Regions from separate parts of the Mus musculus genome. Here all the other regions are linked to region 2. A link is a contact called in public promoter capture Hi-C data. All regions are on one chromosome and are shown on one strand. The core of a region is the stretch at or near the end of the contact, and the rest is flanking DNA. Distances in the headings are between cores, read along the strand shown. Region 1 holds the start of Ppfia1 (protein tyrosine phosphatase, receptor type, f polypeptide (PTPRF), interacting protein (liprin), alpha 1). Region 2 holds the start of Tollip (toll interacting protein). Region 3 holds the start of Fadd (Fas (TNFRSF6)-associated via death domain).

What was found. Promoter capture Hi-C pulls out the DNA fragments that hold promoters and counts their contacts. Capture Hi-C pulls out chosen DNA fragments and counts their contacts.
Region 1: a contact with region 2 is called in a promoter capture Hi-C map of adipose tissue, with 3 times the contacts expected there. The contact joins the promoter of Ppfia1 here to the promoter of Tollip in region 2. A contact is called at or near these places in 1 of 39 promoter capture datasets (pre-B cells), 1 of 484 Hi-C or Micro-C datasets (CD4 T cells) and 2 of 9 other capture datasets (adipose tissue and liver).
Region 3: a promoter capture Hi-C map of pre-B cells shows a contact between it and region 2, with 7 times the contacts expected there. The contact joins the promoter of Fadd here to the promoter of Tollip in region 2. A contact is called at or near these places in 2 of 39 promoter capture datasets (liver and pre-B cells), 1 of 484 Hi-C or Micro-C datasets (CD8 T cells) and 1 of 9 other capture datasets (liver).

Annotation. Positions count from the first base shown.
Region 1 is chr7:144,550,831-144,555,170 of GRCm38.p6, reverse strand. Ppfia1 (protein tyrosine phosphatase, receptor type, f polypeptide (PTPRF), interacting protein (liprin), alpha 1) reads left to right here and starts at 1,442. Exons shown (of 32, transcript NM_001195086.1): 1 at 1,442-1,652; 2 at 2,638-2,901. The coding sequence starts at 2,638. It also overlaps the pseudogene Gm35626.
Region 2 is chr7:141,900,939-141,905,422 of GRCm38.p6, reverse strand. Tollip (toll interacting protein) reads left to right here and starts at 2,962. Exons shown (of 6, transcript NM_023764.4): 1 at 2,962-3,147. The coding sequence starts at 3,115.
Region 3 is chr7:144,579,235-144,583,717 of GRCm38.p6, reverse strand. Fadd (Fas (TNFRSF6)-associated via death domain) reads left to right here and starts at 1,277. Exons shown (of 2, transcript NM_010175.6): 1 at 1,277-1,614; 2 at 2,858-4,483. The coding sequence starts at 1,329. The coding sequence ends at 3,189.

The sequences.
Region 1 (4,340 bases), core at 193-2,692, 2.7 Mb before region 2:
ACATGAGCATTTTGTTTTTGTTTTTGTTTTTGTTTTTTGAGACAGGGTTTCTCTATATAGCCTTGGCTGTCCTGGAACTCACTTTGAAGACCAGGCTGGCCTCGAACACAGAAATCCGCCTGCCTCTGCCTCCCCAGTGCTGAGATTAAAGGCGTGCGCCACCACGTCTGGCTTGAGCATTTCCTCAAATCCAAACCTGAGATCAAGGCAACTGAGAACTTGTGTGCAGTGGCTGATAGTCCTTAAAGACTTTGCTGCTTCTATTTACATTCTGACTTGTTTTGTGGAAAAAGGTCTCATTATATAGATCGGGCAAAACTCAGAGATCTGCCTGCCTGCCTCTGCTTTCTGAGTGCTAGGATTTCAGGTGGGCACTATTGTGCTTGGTTATACTTGTAACTTGACTTTGTAATTAATTACTGACTTCTTGAAACAGGAATCTGCCCATGTAACCCTGACTGTCCTGGCTCTCTATGTAGCCTATACTAGTCGACAGTATTCTTGCCTTGGCCTTTGGAAAGTTTTATTGGCTTTTCAGTTATGGTTGATGATCATTTTGCTTTGGTTTCTGGACTATTTTATTGGCGTTAATTAAAAAAAAAAGTTTTAAAACAAGGTCTCAGTATGTACTCCTGGCTGTCCTGAAACTCACTATGTAGACAAGGCTAGCTTGAACCCAGAGATCTGCCTGGGTGCTGGGAATAAAGGCGTGTAGCACCAAGGCCAGCTAGCTTTTTATTTTTACGTGGAGTCTGGGAAATGGAACTTAGGTTCTAATACTTGCAAGAGTGACTGAGCCCTTACATTTTGTTGTTGTTGTGTGTGCGCGTGTGAATGTGAGCACATGTATGCACCCACACGATACATGTGTGCAGGTCAGAGGACAACATTCAGGACTATGTAGGTTCCGAGGATCTACTGCAGGTCTTCTGGGTCCTAGGGTTCGAACTCAGTCGTCAGGGTTGATGGCAGTAGCCTTTGTTTGTATTTTACAGGCAGAGTCTCCACCTTGCTGTAATTCTCCTGCCTCAGACTTCTGAAGGGTAGGCATAGAGGTAGAAGGTACCTTGCCCGACCTGTCAGCACTTTCCGGTTTTGCAGGTGGTCCGGCGGGACTCCCCAGAGGTCTTGGGTTTTGAGGGGGGGGGCGAGTGCTCAGGTGACGTCGGCGTTTGGGTGACGTCAACACACACACACTGGCGTGAGAGCACGGAAGCAGGACTGCGAGCTGCGCACACCTGCCAGAGATCTTTACCGGTGTTTCCACGGTCGCCCTGTCTCCGCAGGGGGTTGGCCTGCCGGGGGCGGGGCTAAAGCGAGGACTAGCCAATTGGATCTCCCGATAGACCGCCCGCCCACTACCGCGGATCTAGCGCATGCGCACGGCCCCGCGGCCAACCTCTCCCGCGGGGGGCGGTGCTGACGCTCGCGCCGACGCGCCGGACGTCGGGCACGTTGACGCCGGCGACGCGCCGGGCCCGGTTCTCTGCGCTCGCTAGTGTCCCGCGGCGGCGGGCCGGCCTTCGTGACGAGCGGGGCGGCGGGCCCGGGGGCCGGGCGAGGACGCAGCCGCGGGGCTGCGTGGGTCGGCCCGCAGCCGGCCGCCGCCCGAAGGCCGCTTCATAGCCCCGGAGCCGCGCCCGCCGGCCAAGGTGAGGGCGGGTGGAGCGGGCCGCGCTGGGTGGCGGGCCAGGGTCGGTGGGGCCGGGTCGGCAGGGTCAGTGTGCGGGGGTCAGCAGAGCCAGCAGAGTTGCGGCTAGCCTGGCAAAACGGGTTGATAGCAGTTAGGTCCGAGTTCGCTTAGACTGGCCAGAGTAAGTGAGGTTGGGGGCAGTGAGGCTGTGGGGTCAGCTGAGCCAGGCCGGGGCAGCGGGTGCTGCTCAGATGCACCTGCAGCGCCTTCTGCTTCATCCTCCACCCTGTGCCCTGACAGCATGCAATCTCTAGTTCCATCTCACCTTTTCCTCCTCCTCCTCCTTTTTTTTTTTTTTTTAACCTAGCCCTGTTGTCCCGACTTCCTAGATTCCCAGTGTGGGTATATTTTCTCTTTCTGTTCTTTTCCCCTGTCTTTGACTGTGAACTTATGTAAGTTGGGTTGGCTGACCAACCGTTACACAGCAGCAGGCCTTTGCTAAACACTTCTGTCCAGACTTTAAAAAGCCAATCCAGTTGCTTTTTCCGCTGATCACCAAATATCCAGCCCCACAAGTCAGGGTGCCTGCTAGTCCTTCCCAGGAGCTGACTGCACACATTCCTGGAGGATGCTTGGGTCCATAGTGCTGGTGTTTTGTCAGTTTCCAGTCTTCTTCTGTGGTTGAGGGACTGTTTGGAATCTCTCTTCCTGAGGAAACTGTCTTCAGCTGTTAAATGTGGATTTTAAACAGACCCCCACTGGTTGGAGGTGAGCATCCCAGCTCCTCTTGCTCCCAGGACTGTCTCCCCCAATCTGCTCATTATATTGACCTGTGCATGCTACTTCCCAGAGTGTGTGCATCCAGAGTGGATGATCGTCACGGATAGCTCTGGGGCTGTCAGCCTTTTTCTCATTAGCCACAGGTGGTGCTCAGAAAGCTGCAGGTTTGTGGAAACTCTTGTTCTGCACCTACTGATTGTGGTCTGTACCGTTCCTTTTTCAAGATGATGTGCGAGGTGATGCCGACCATTAGTGAAGCAGAAGGCCCTCCAGGAGGAGGTGGGAGCCATGGGTCAGGCTCCCCTTCACAGCCAGATGCTGATTCGCATTTTGAGCAGCTCATGGTTTCCATGTTGGAAGAACGGGACCGCCTTCTGGACACACTAAGAGAGACACAAGAAACACTGGCATTAACCCAGGGGAAGTTGCATGAAGTTGGTCATGAAAGAGATTCTTTGCAGAGGCAGCTCAATACTGCACTTCCACAGGTATGCCCATCAAACTGAAATCAAGGAAGGTTTCTGCCTTTAAATGTCTGCAGGACTGTCTTGTTAGTGTATTAGCTTGCTGGCTGCTTTGTGTAACCACTTGGGAAGTGATGGTTCTGATGTTTTCTGAGCACTGGTAAAATTCTCAGGAATTCAATTTAGGGGAAAAAATGGGGATCCACCAAAGCCATGTGACCACACCACTCCACTGTCATACCTCTTTGGGAAACTGCCTAGATTTAGGAAAGCACTTAAATGTTTTTGACAGGGGGCTATGAAGCAGTTGAGCTGTGTTGAGTGTCCCATTCTGTCTTAAACTTGTCCTTGTCTGCTGTGGATCTGTGAGGAGTGGATCTCAGGGTTTTTTTATCTTATCCCTGGTTTATGTCTTGTGGACTTCCAATTTCCTAGGGAAATCTTGTGGATAAATAGAACTCATTTCATGGGAAAAATTTATACAGGCTTTCTCCAGAACATCTGTGAGCTGTAACTAAACTTTGTTTCAGGGGAGAAAGGATTGAAAATTGAATCCTGAGGCTCCTCTTCCCAGGCAGATGAGACTTTCAGAGCTTGAAATACCTACTGTGTCCTTAGTATCACATTTAGATTGGTATGCTAGAGCCTCCTCTTTTGGAGTTAAGTGGTATAGGAAGGAGAAGGCAGTATAGCCAGCAAAGCCCAAGGTGAGAGGCAGGCATGTGGAGCAGGGGTTGCTTAGATTCCTGCTGACAGCCCACTTTACTGGTTCATGATGGGCGTCTCCTTGGTGCTCAAGGAATCTGCACTTACGCTCTTGTGGTGTGTCTGCAGATATCAGTTAGCAAGTCAGTAATGAGTGCCTTGATGCATCTCTCAGCTGTAAAGTCAGTTCTATGAGATGGGACTAAATGTTTGAATGTCCTTTTTAGAAACAGTAATTTGGTGTTAGTGTTGTGTGCTGAGGGGTTTTGTTTGGTGACTAGAGAGTTGTCTTTTCTTCCTGGAGTCTTAGGAATGAGCAGGTTAATTAGGTCAGATTCCGTTGCCTCATACTCAAGAGGCTTTCAGGAGGTCATGAGTCCTACTTGCTCTACTCTACACTTGGGTTTGTTGCAGCTCAACTCTGCATCAGTGGCTGGTCAACATTGAGGTTTTTGGAAAGAACAGGCACAGGGGAGGCAGAGCTGGTGGGTGTTGTGGGTAGTGAGTTTCAGGCAGTGAGAACTGTCTCACCTGTTGCTAGGTTGTGCTGGCTTGCTGCTCTGCAGTGCCTCATCAAATGTAGGACATGCTTGTGTCCACAGTTACATCATATCTGACCCGAGTCTAGTGTCACAGAGTAAACTTGTTCTAGATAATTCACTTCCTGGAATCAGGGTCCTCTGGTAGCTAAAAATGTGACCAGATGGGCATGTATGTTCAGTCAGTGTACTTACATTGGAGCATGCATGAGGACTGCA
Region 2 (4,484 bases), core at 1,713-4,212:
CGGGGAGTATTTCACAACAATGGGTATGTGGACAATCATGTTACTTCCAACTTCTTTCTTTCTTCTTTTAGTTTTTACTCTTTTTTCTTATAAATTTGTCAAGCTTTTTAATACATTGAGATTAGCAACCCTGCCAGATACATAGGAGGTGTTTTGTCACTTTTAAAATTATTGAGGTAAAAGTTGTATACATGACAACGCACAGATCACAAGTACAAGATGGGTTTTGACAATCTTTTTTTTTCTTTTAAAGAATTATTTATTTTATGTATGTGAGAACACTGTAGCTCTCTTCAGACACACCAGAAAAGGGCATTAGATCCCATTACAGATGGTTGTGAGCCACCATGTGGTTGCTGGAAACTGAACTCAGGACCTCTGGAAGAGCAGTCAGTGCTTTTAACCACTGAGCCATCTCTCTAGCCTGCGTTTTGACTACTACCAGTTATCAGATGATTGGATCTAACAAAAGAAATAGGACCAAACCCTGTATGATGGACAACATGGGCAAAGCTTTGTTGAGACTTCAACTCATGAGCAGAGGGACTTAATGCCAGTTGAAGAGGTGACCAGGCTGCTCACTCAACTAAAGTGGCAGCAGGCTTTTATTGATTGTTTTTCCTGGGAAAGACTAAAGTTTGGTAATTTTTCGATGTCCATGGGCATGTTTTCCTTCTTGTGAAAAAGTATTCTGGCCTTCGAATTTACTTAGTTGATTTAATCTAGGAAATTTTAAGTTACGTTTAGAACTGGTATCAGTGTCTTGCTTAAACATCCTGGCCTTGTGATTTGGTCTGAGCCTTAAAAGGTCATAGAACCTCAGATAATTAAGTCACTATGCTTGGCAAGAGGAAGCACATACCTGCTCCAATGTCCAAGTTAGCCCTGTGGTCTTGGACATAACTGCTTTTCACCCTTTGGTTTGTAGACCAGGCTGGCCTCAATTTCCCAGTCCTGCTCCCATCTCAGCCTCCTAATGATCGGGATTATAGATATGTGCCACTGTACCCAGCAACAACACATTTCTCAGAGTTTCTGTGTGTCTCCATACAGAGTTGAGTAGCATCTTGTGGCAGTTGAGCCCATAGGCTCACATTGGATTAATTGATCCTCAGTGGTGTATTTGAGAAGGGTTAGGAGGTGTGGCCTTGTTGGAGGAGGTATGTCACTAGGGAAAGACTTTGAGGTTTCAAAAGACTGATCCCAATCCTAATATGTCTCTGTCTCCTGCTTGCCTCTCAGTGGTTGCTCCAGCCACCTGCTATCTCTGCTCCACCATCATGGACTCTAACCTTCTGAAACCATAAGTCTAAATTAAACTCTTCTGTAAGTTACCTTGGTCTTATCCCATCAATAGAAAAGCACTACAAATCCGAGTCAAGAGTGAAGGCAACAAAGGGGACAAATACAAGATGATGAACACAGAGATGCTAAGCCTTTCATCCATTTTCTGTTACCCATAACCTCTCTGCTGAGTGGAGTCAGTACTAGCAGCAGAGCTAGTTTTCAAGTTTCTGCAAAGTAACCTAGGTGAATTTTATCATAGTCCACCTATACCAGAGTTTCTATCTGCTGCAAATCTAGTAGAAACAAGTAAGATTATGTCCAGCCACGTGATCCCCACCATGAGAGAGCTTTAAGTCAAGGAAGAACAAATGCTGTGGTTCTGCTCTGACAGACTGTGCCAGGGCTTGAACTGATTTCAGGAACGTACTGAAGCATTTTATGAGATAAAGTTTTTTCTTGGGAACAATTCCCCCTTGGTGTTGTTGGTGGTGGTGTGTGTCTTTTTTAAACTGCTTAGTACTGAAGGATTTGGGATTCATCAGAGGCCATATGTGTGGTCTTAGTCACAAGGGGATCCTATTGTGCTATCCAGATATAATTTTATACAACAGGTTGTCTGCTGCATGTTTAGACACAAGTCACAGGTTTTGTCTATAACCAAGAAGAAAGGATTGAGCAGGGATGTGGACACCAGGAGAGATCAGGGGTCTCTTTAAAACTCTGTCTGCCACAATGGATAGTCTTTTGTGTCTTAGCTTTATCAGCATAGAGATGACAGTTTGGGCAACAGGAGCTAGAGACCGGTGAGAACTGGATATAGATCAGTGTCCAGGAACAGAGCCCAGATGCAGTCCCATGTTATGCCAAGGTAGAGACTGTCACTAGAGTTGGAAGATGTAATCTTAAAGATGAAAGGAACACAAGAGAACATGGTGTGAGTGAGGAAATGTTCTTGGTACTCCTAGACAGTACCAAGTCTATTGCCGCACAAGTAAAAGGGGACCTACAGACTGGTGACCACCATAGGGTAAACTCCTTATAGGAACTACCCTGGTTCTATCTGGCCAAGTATTCTTCTGAAGAGAGTGCTCTGAAAAGGCAAGAGTGGGTGGCCCGGGTTTCCTAGGGACAGATCTTCATCTCTCCATTCATTTAGCAAATCCAAGGCTGGTGGAAGTTTTCCGTCCCACTCTTGTCTCTCCTTCAGCTTGGTTTCTTCTTTTAAAATTTAAATATAAATGTTCTCCCTCCCACAGAATTTTGAGGTAATTCAAGAGCTTGAGGGTAGCTGGTTCTACTGCCATCTGTTTTTTTTTTCGCTCAGGCAGCCAAACCTCAGTTTTCTCCAAGCGGATCACGCACCTGCAAGCGGTGGTATCACAGCTATCTCCAGTTAGGTGACTAGACGCTGTGGCAACTCGACCGAATTGAGATGTGCGTCCCTGTTCTAGGTGTATGCGACTGGGTGAGCAGGCTTCTGCCCGCAGGAGAGTGTTCAGGTTTAGGCATGCGCAAACAGTCTGACAGCCATTTTAACGGGCTGCTGAGCGCCCGAAGGGAGCCACTGCGCAGGCGTGTACGGGAGACCCATTTCCCCCTGAGGTCGGAACACGCGTGCGCGGATTAGCCGGAAGGGGCGGGGCCAGCTATTGCCAAGCTCTGTGCTTTGGGAACGCCGGGGTGGGGCGGGGCGGGGCGACTGTCAGCTGACTGAAGAGCCGATTGCCTCGCGGGACAACGGTCGGCGACGCAGCTTGTGGTGGGAGCGGAAGAGCTCTCCCGGCGGGTCTCTGTGCAGTTGGCGAGGCAGAGGGCCGCCGCAGCACCATGGCGACCACCGTCAGCACGCAGCGCGGGCCGGTGAGTGCTCTGGGCCAGAGCCTGGCTGGGGCAGTGGAGCCTGGGGTCGGACTCCTCAGTCTTTTACGGGGCCCCTCGCGGGTTGCTCTTCCGTCCCGGGGCTTCGCGGGTCCTACCTTCGGGTACCCACCCGGAGCAGCGACTCTCGTCTATCGGACATCTGGGGTGGAGGAAGGCAGAATTTGATGGTTCCCCAGATGCCCACGGGCCCTGAAGCTCCTGGCCTCCTTCATGGAGAGGGATCCTGACTCCCGTGGTCCTCCTGGGTGGAGGCCCTGAATAGGGTTCCTCTACACAGAAGAAACCTTACCCCATTGGTCCCCAGATGGAGTGGGACCCCGACTTCCCTTAGTTCCTCAGATAGAAAGGGCCCTGAACCCCTTACGTTCTCAGATCTATCACCTGCTTGGTCTCCCAGATGGACACAAGCCCTGACTCTTGGTCTCCCAGATTGAGAGTGGTACTGACTACATTAATTTCCCAAACTGAGAGGTGCCTTGGTTCCCCGTCTCTCAGAGGAGTGGAGTCGGACACCTTTGGTCCCCCAAAGGAGAGAGATAACCTGGTCTCCTTGGTTTCAGAAATGGTGAAAGATCCCACTTTGTAGTCTGTCCTTACTTGTGACAGTTTCCTCTTCTCCCTAACATCTATAGAAAATAGGGTACTACCTCTTGAGCTTAGTTAGTGGCTACCTTTTCAAGCCTCAATTTCTTCATTTATAAACGAGGAGAGGGGAGCAGAGAACTTGGAAGACCCAACAGGGTTGTCTCTTCAGGATTGTCTTGGGTTCTATTATACTACCTGTCTCACCTCCCCTAGTGTGTATGGCCTCCCAGTAGCTCCCTGAGACTGGTGTGGGTGGGATGTTGTTAGCCAACTGTGGCTGTGTGGAGTAGAACATTGTTCTGATCAGCACCTCAGTGCCTTTTCCCCTGAAGTTAATATTGAGTGTGCCTGCAAAGCCTGTGGTTTCCCAGAGTTTTTTCACCCTGACAGCTTGGTGTTGATTGTGTGTGTGTGTGTGCGTGTGTGTGTGTGTGTGTGTGTGTGTGTGTGTGTGTGTAACAGGTAACTCCTTGGGATAGATTACTGATTTCCTGACTTTGAAGAAAGCCTCAGGCTTGTTAGATGCTTTTTAGGAGGGCTTTGAAGCCAGATCTCCTGAGCCACTGTCAAACTTGGATGGAGATTTCCAATGTTGGAGTTACTTTCATGTTCATCAACCCTTCTTCATCCTCACGGTGTCTCAGCAAACTATAGAAGATTGATGGTGGCTGCCAGAGGAGAAAGGGAGACAGAGCTTTGCCCTTTTCATATCCCCTGCCAAGTGGACACAT
Region 3 (4,483 bases), core at 28-2,527, 2.7 Mb before region 2:
AGCCACCTTTCCAGCCCCATTTGTCATTCTATACAGCCTCAGCTGTCTGTCTGGGCTACAGCGTGAGACCCTGTCTCAAAAATCAACCAAAGCACTGAACTTTAAATGGGTGAATTATAAGTCAATCTAAAAAAATATAAGTCAACCCTGCTGGGTATGCTGTGCATAACTGCGCCCCACTAACCTGGAGCTCAGCCATTCAGCTAGAGTGCCTGGCCACTGAGCACCAGGAATCCATCTGTCTCTGCCAAAGTTGGGGTTTCAGATGGGCACCTCCTTGTTCGTCTTTTTATGTGGACACCAGGATCTGAGCATGGGTCCTCAAGCTTGGGCAACAGGCACTTTTTAACTCATGAGCAGTACTTGGGTGTGGCTGTGGAATCAGTGTATTGTTAACGAAAGCTCAAAGCAGGGCAGTTAGTGTCTCTACAACCTCCGGCACACATCAACTTTTTCTGATGACAATATTCCAAATCCTCTCTTCTACTCATTTTAATATACATATTATTGGCCTGGGGGAATGGATTGGCGGTTAAGAGCACTGTGTTGCTCTCACGGAGAACCTGGATCCACACAAGAGTTCACATCCAAACGGAACTCTAGTCCTAGGGGTATCCATGCCCTTTCCTGTCCTCCGTGGGCACTTGAAGACCTGTAGGAGCACTAAACCACCTACAAATGCTCATACATATACCAAGGAATATTTAATGGTTTTTATATGTACGAGTATTTTGTCAGCATACCACAAGTGTGCTTGCCAGAAGAGGATGTCAAAGCCCCTGGAACTGGAATTACAGATGGTTGTAAGCCATCATGTGAGTGCTGGGAATTGAATTCGTGAAGGTCCTCTGTAAGAATTGCCAGTGCTCTTAACCCCTGAACTGTCTCTCCAGCCCATAAGTAACTCCATCCATCTCTCTCTCTCTCTCTCTCTCTCTCTCTCTCTCTCTCTCTCTCTCTCTCTCTCTTTCCTTCTTTCCGGTGATAGAACATGATCTGGCAGCCGTAGGCATCTGCAGCTGCTCTTCCAGCCCCCCCCCACACAGTAGGGCTGCGCAGCTCCTCAGAGCCCCAAGAGGATCCACGTTACACTTCTGGTGAACAAGATCTGTTCTGCCTCGGGGTGAGAAACGCGCGCGTAAGCTGAAGTCAACGCAGCTCAGCTGTCAAAGCTACTACAACAGCGGATGCCAGCCCGGGCGGAAGCGGTTACAGCCACATCCGAAGCGCATGCGTCTGATTTGGACATCCCGCGAGACGCTGGGCGGGAAAGCCTAAGGTGATTTCCTATGTGGGATCGCTGAGGGGCAGCCCGGCGTACCACTGCCATGGACCCATTCCTGGTGCTGCTGCACTCGCTGTCCGGCAGCCTGTCGGGCAACGATCTGATGGAGCTCAAGTTCTTGTGCCGCGAGCGCGTGAGCAAACGAAAGCTGGAGCGCGTGCAGAGTGGCCTGGACCTGTTCACGGTGCTGCTGGAGCAGAACGACCTGGAGCGCGGGCACACCGGGCTGCTGCGCGAGTTGCTGGCCTCGCTGCGCCGACACGATCTACTGCAGCGCCTGGACGACTTCGAGGCGGGGACGGCGACCGCTGCGCCCCCGGGGGAGGCAGGTGGGCAGGGGGCGGGGAATGGGCGGGGAGGCCTGGCCTCAGTGCACCCTCCACTGGCTCCGACTGGGATGGACTCTAGGGCACGCCCACTTTTTTCAACCGCTTGAGCCGGAAGCTGGGAGGTCTTGTTTCTTACTGGCAGTGCCAAGGTTGAACCCAAGGGTTCGTGCCACTTGCCCAACCCCAGTATTAACTCGCCTCAGACCTGCAGTGCTTCGTTGGAAAACTCAGCTAAGAAGTGAATGTGACTAAGGCATCTTAACCCCAGTGAGGGTAGCGTTGAAGAGTGGGCAGAGGTCACGTGTGCCGGCTGCTCGGCACCATTTCCGTAGTGGGAGTGCCTGTGTCCAAGACTGCCCTTCCTGGCCAAGGAAAGATTGCGCGGCGGCTGTGCTCTCTGGTCCAGAGTGCAGTGTCTGGTTATCGGCAGTTACTTCTGTTTTGCGTAGAGAGGAGGCGCTATGCCTCCCCATAACGCACAGTGGATAGCAGCCACAGCTGAGCAACACCAGGCTGGCCTTGGGATGTAGATACAGATTAAGCATATATTAGACACTTGATCACTTGTGACAAATACTCGAGAAGCCATTTAAAGGGGCAAAGGTTTATTTAGTTCCTGGTTGGTTGTCACCGTTGCTCTTTGTCTACAGTGACACAGAACATCAAAGCAGCTGGAGGGCCTGTGGAGTAAAGCTTCCCACTGCCGGTGTGTGCAAGATCCACACGAAAATGGATTGTGTATTCACATCTCCAAGGCATTCCAATGTTTGTTATTGTTACAGGAATCCAGTAAAGGGTCTTCAGCCACTGCCCAGGGCTCCCTACAGAGATTACACCTTGCCTGTGTCTAAGCAGGGGCTCCAGAGTAGCACAGAGACAGATCTTTTGTGGTGTCTGGTCAAACCAGCAAAGGTCACAGTGTAAGATGTAGCTTTGGGGACTTTGGCCAACCCACTATTGAGCGGGGTGTTAGGGCAGCCCTGCTTTTTCCCTCTGACACTCCAGTCCTCAGTTGACAGTCTTCTAAGCCATAGCTCGCTGTGGCCCAGGCTGAGAATGTGGCTGGGCAGATCAGGCCACTTTGGGTATCTTGAAGTAGCTCCTGTGCTACTTAGTGTCAGCACAGGACCTGAGTGGCTTTGAAGTGATGTTGTCTTCGAAGTGCTCAGGCCCATGCTTGGTGGCCGGTAGGGAGACTTGCCCCAGCTCCTCAGTCAAGTCACACTGCTCTTTTCCCTCCTAGATCTGCAGGTGGCATTTGACATTGTGTGTGACAATGTGGGGAGAGACTGGAAAAGACTGGCCCGCGAGCTGAAGGTGTCTGAGGCCAAGATGGATGGGATTGAGGAGAAGTACCCCCGAAGTCTGAGTGAGCGGGTAAGGGAGAGTCTGAAAGTCTGGAAGAATGCTGAGAAGAAGAACGCCTCGGTGGCCGGACTGGTTAAGGCGCTGCGGACCTGCAGGCTGAATCTGGTGGCTGACCTGGTGGAAGAAGCCCAGGAATCTGTGAGCAAGAGTGAGAATATGTCCCCAGTACTAAGGGATTCAACTGTGTCTTCCTCAGAAACACCCTGACAAGCCTACAGCTCCTCTCAGGAGTCACTGTGGACTTGATCACACCATGATGTAGCACCAAGTGCCTTTTGTGCCCAGTGCCAAAAAGACCTTGCTGATCCAGGGCGGGTCCCCTCCCACCAGCTCCTGGAGTATATCTGTATCTACGGAACCTCTGCTCCCTGGGCTTTCGGAACACATGAAGGTTCCCCGTCGTGTTCTCCACCACTGCTCCTCCCCCCCACCCCCCCAAGAGGTCTCTGGTCTTGCAAGAAGGAAGTTGAAGCTGATGGCACATGTGCTGACTGCAGTTTGAGAGCCTTCTTCTTGTTCCTTGGGGGAAGACACCATCTCAGTTAAGATCACTTGGTTGCCTTACAGTTGGCCAAGAGGACATCTGTCTCACATCCTTGGAGGCCATCAGACAGCAGCTCCTGACCCCCCACCCTCAAACAAGTGCAAGACCCCTGTGAGGACTGTGGTTTAAAGGGTAGCACCTTGCCTCCATGGTGGTCTGTAAGCAAGTGCCCTGGGCCTACCTACATATAGTGGCTCACTCTGAAATCCTAGCACTTGAGAGTTGAGAACTGCACTTTACAGCAGCCTGAGCTACAAATGAGATGTTCTCCCCAAACACACAAAAGCAAGTGCCTTTACCTGGAGATAACTTGTGTCACCAAGAATTTCTATTATATTAAGAACCCTTCTAACCTCAGAAATCCCTCCCATCAGGCTGACTGAGGTGTGCTTACAGCCCTGGGTGCTAGTTGTGAATGGAGTGATGTGATTTCCTTCACACCAGCAGGGGCCCTGACTGCCACACTTGGAGCCCAATAAACCATTGTCTCAGCTTTCTAACCTTTGGCTGGGTGTGATAATACATACCTTTGATCCTAGCTTTTTAGGGAGGTGGAAGCAGGTGGATCTCTGTGATCTATGAGTTCAAGGACAGCCTAGCCTACATAGAGAACACTAAGTAGAAAGACCATATCTCAAATAAATAAAAGTTCATGTCTGGAGAAGAGGATCTTAGCCACAGGTTCTCCTGACAGAGTGAAGAGCTGTACCTCACTGTCCTAACCTAATGTGGACTTCAAGTGACCAGCCTGGGGCCTGTACTCAAACACAGATCAGTCATTTCCTGGCACTTAGGTTCTATGCCCTCATTTCCTGCTCCCTGCTCCACCTATCCACCAGACAGCTGACCCCTCAGCACACTTGAACTCTCCTCAATCGCCTTCCGCATTGTTGGTCCCTCCTGCATTCCTTGGGTTGCACCCTCCTCCACAGCCTCAAGCCTACCATGTTCTTCAGC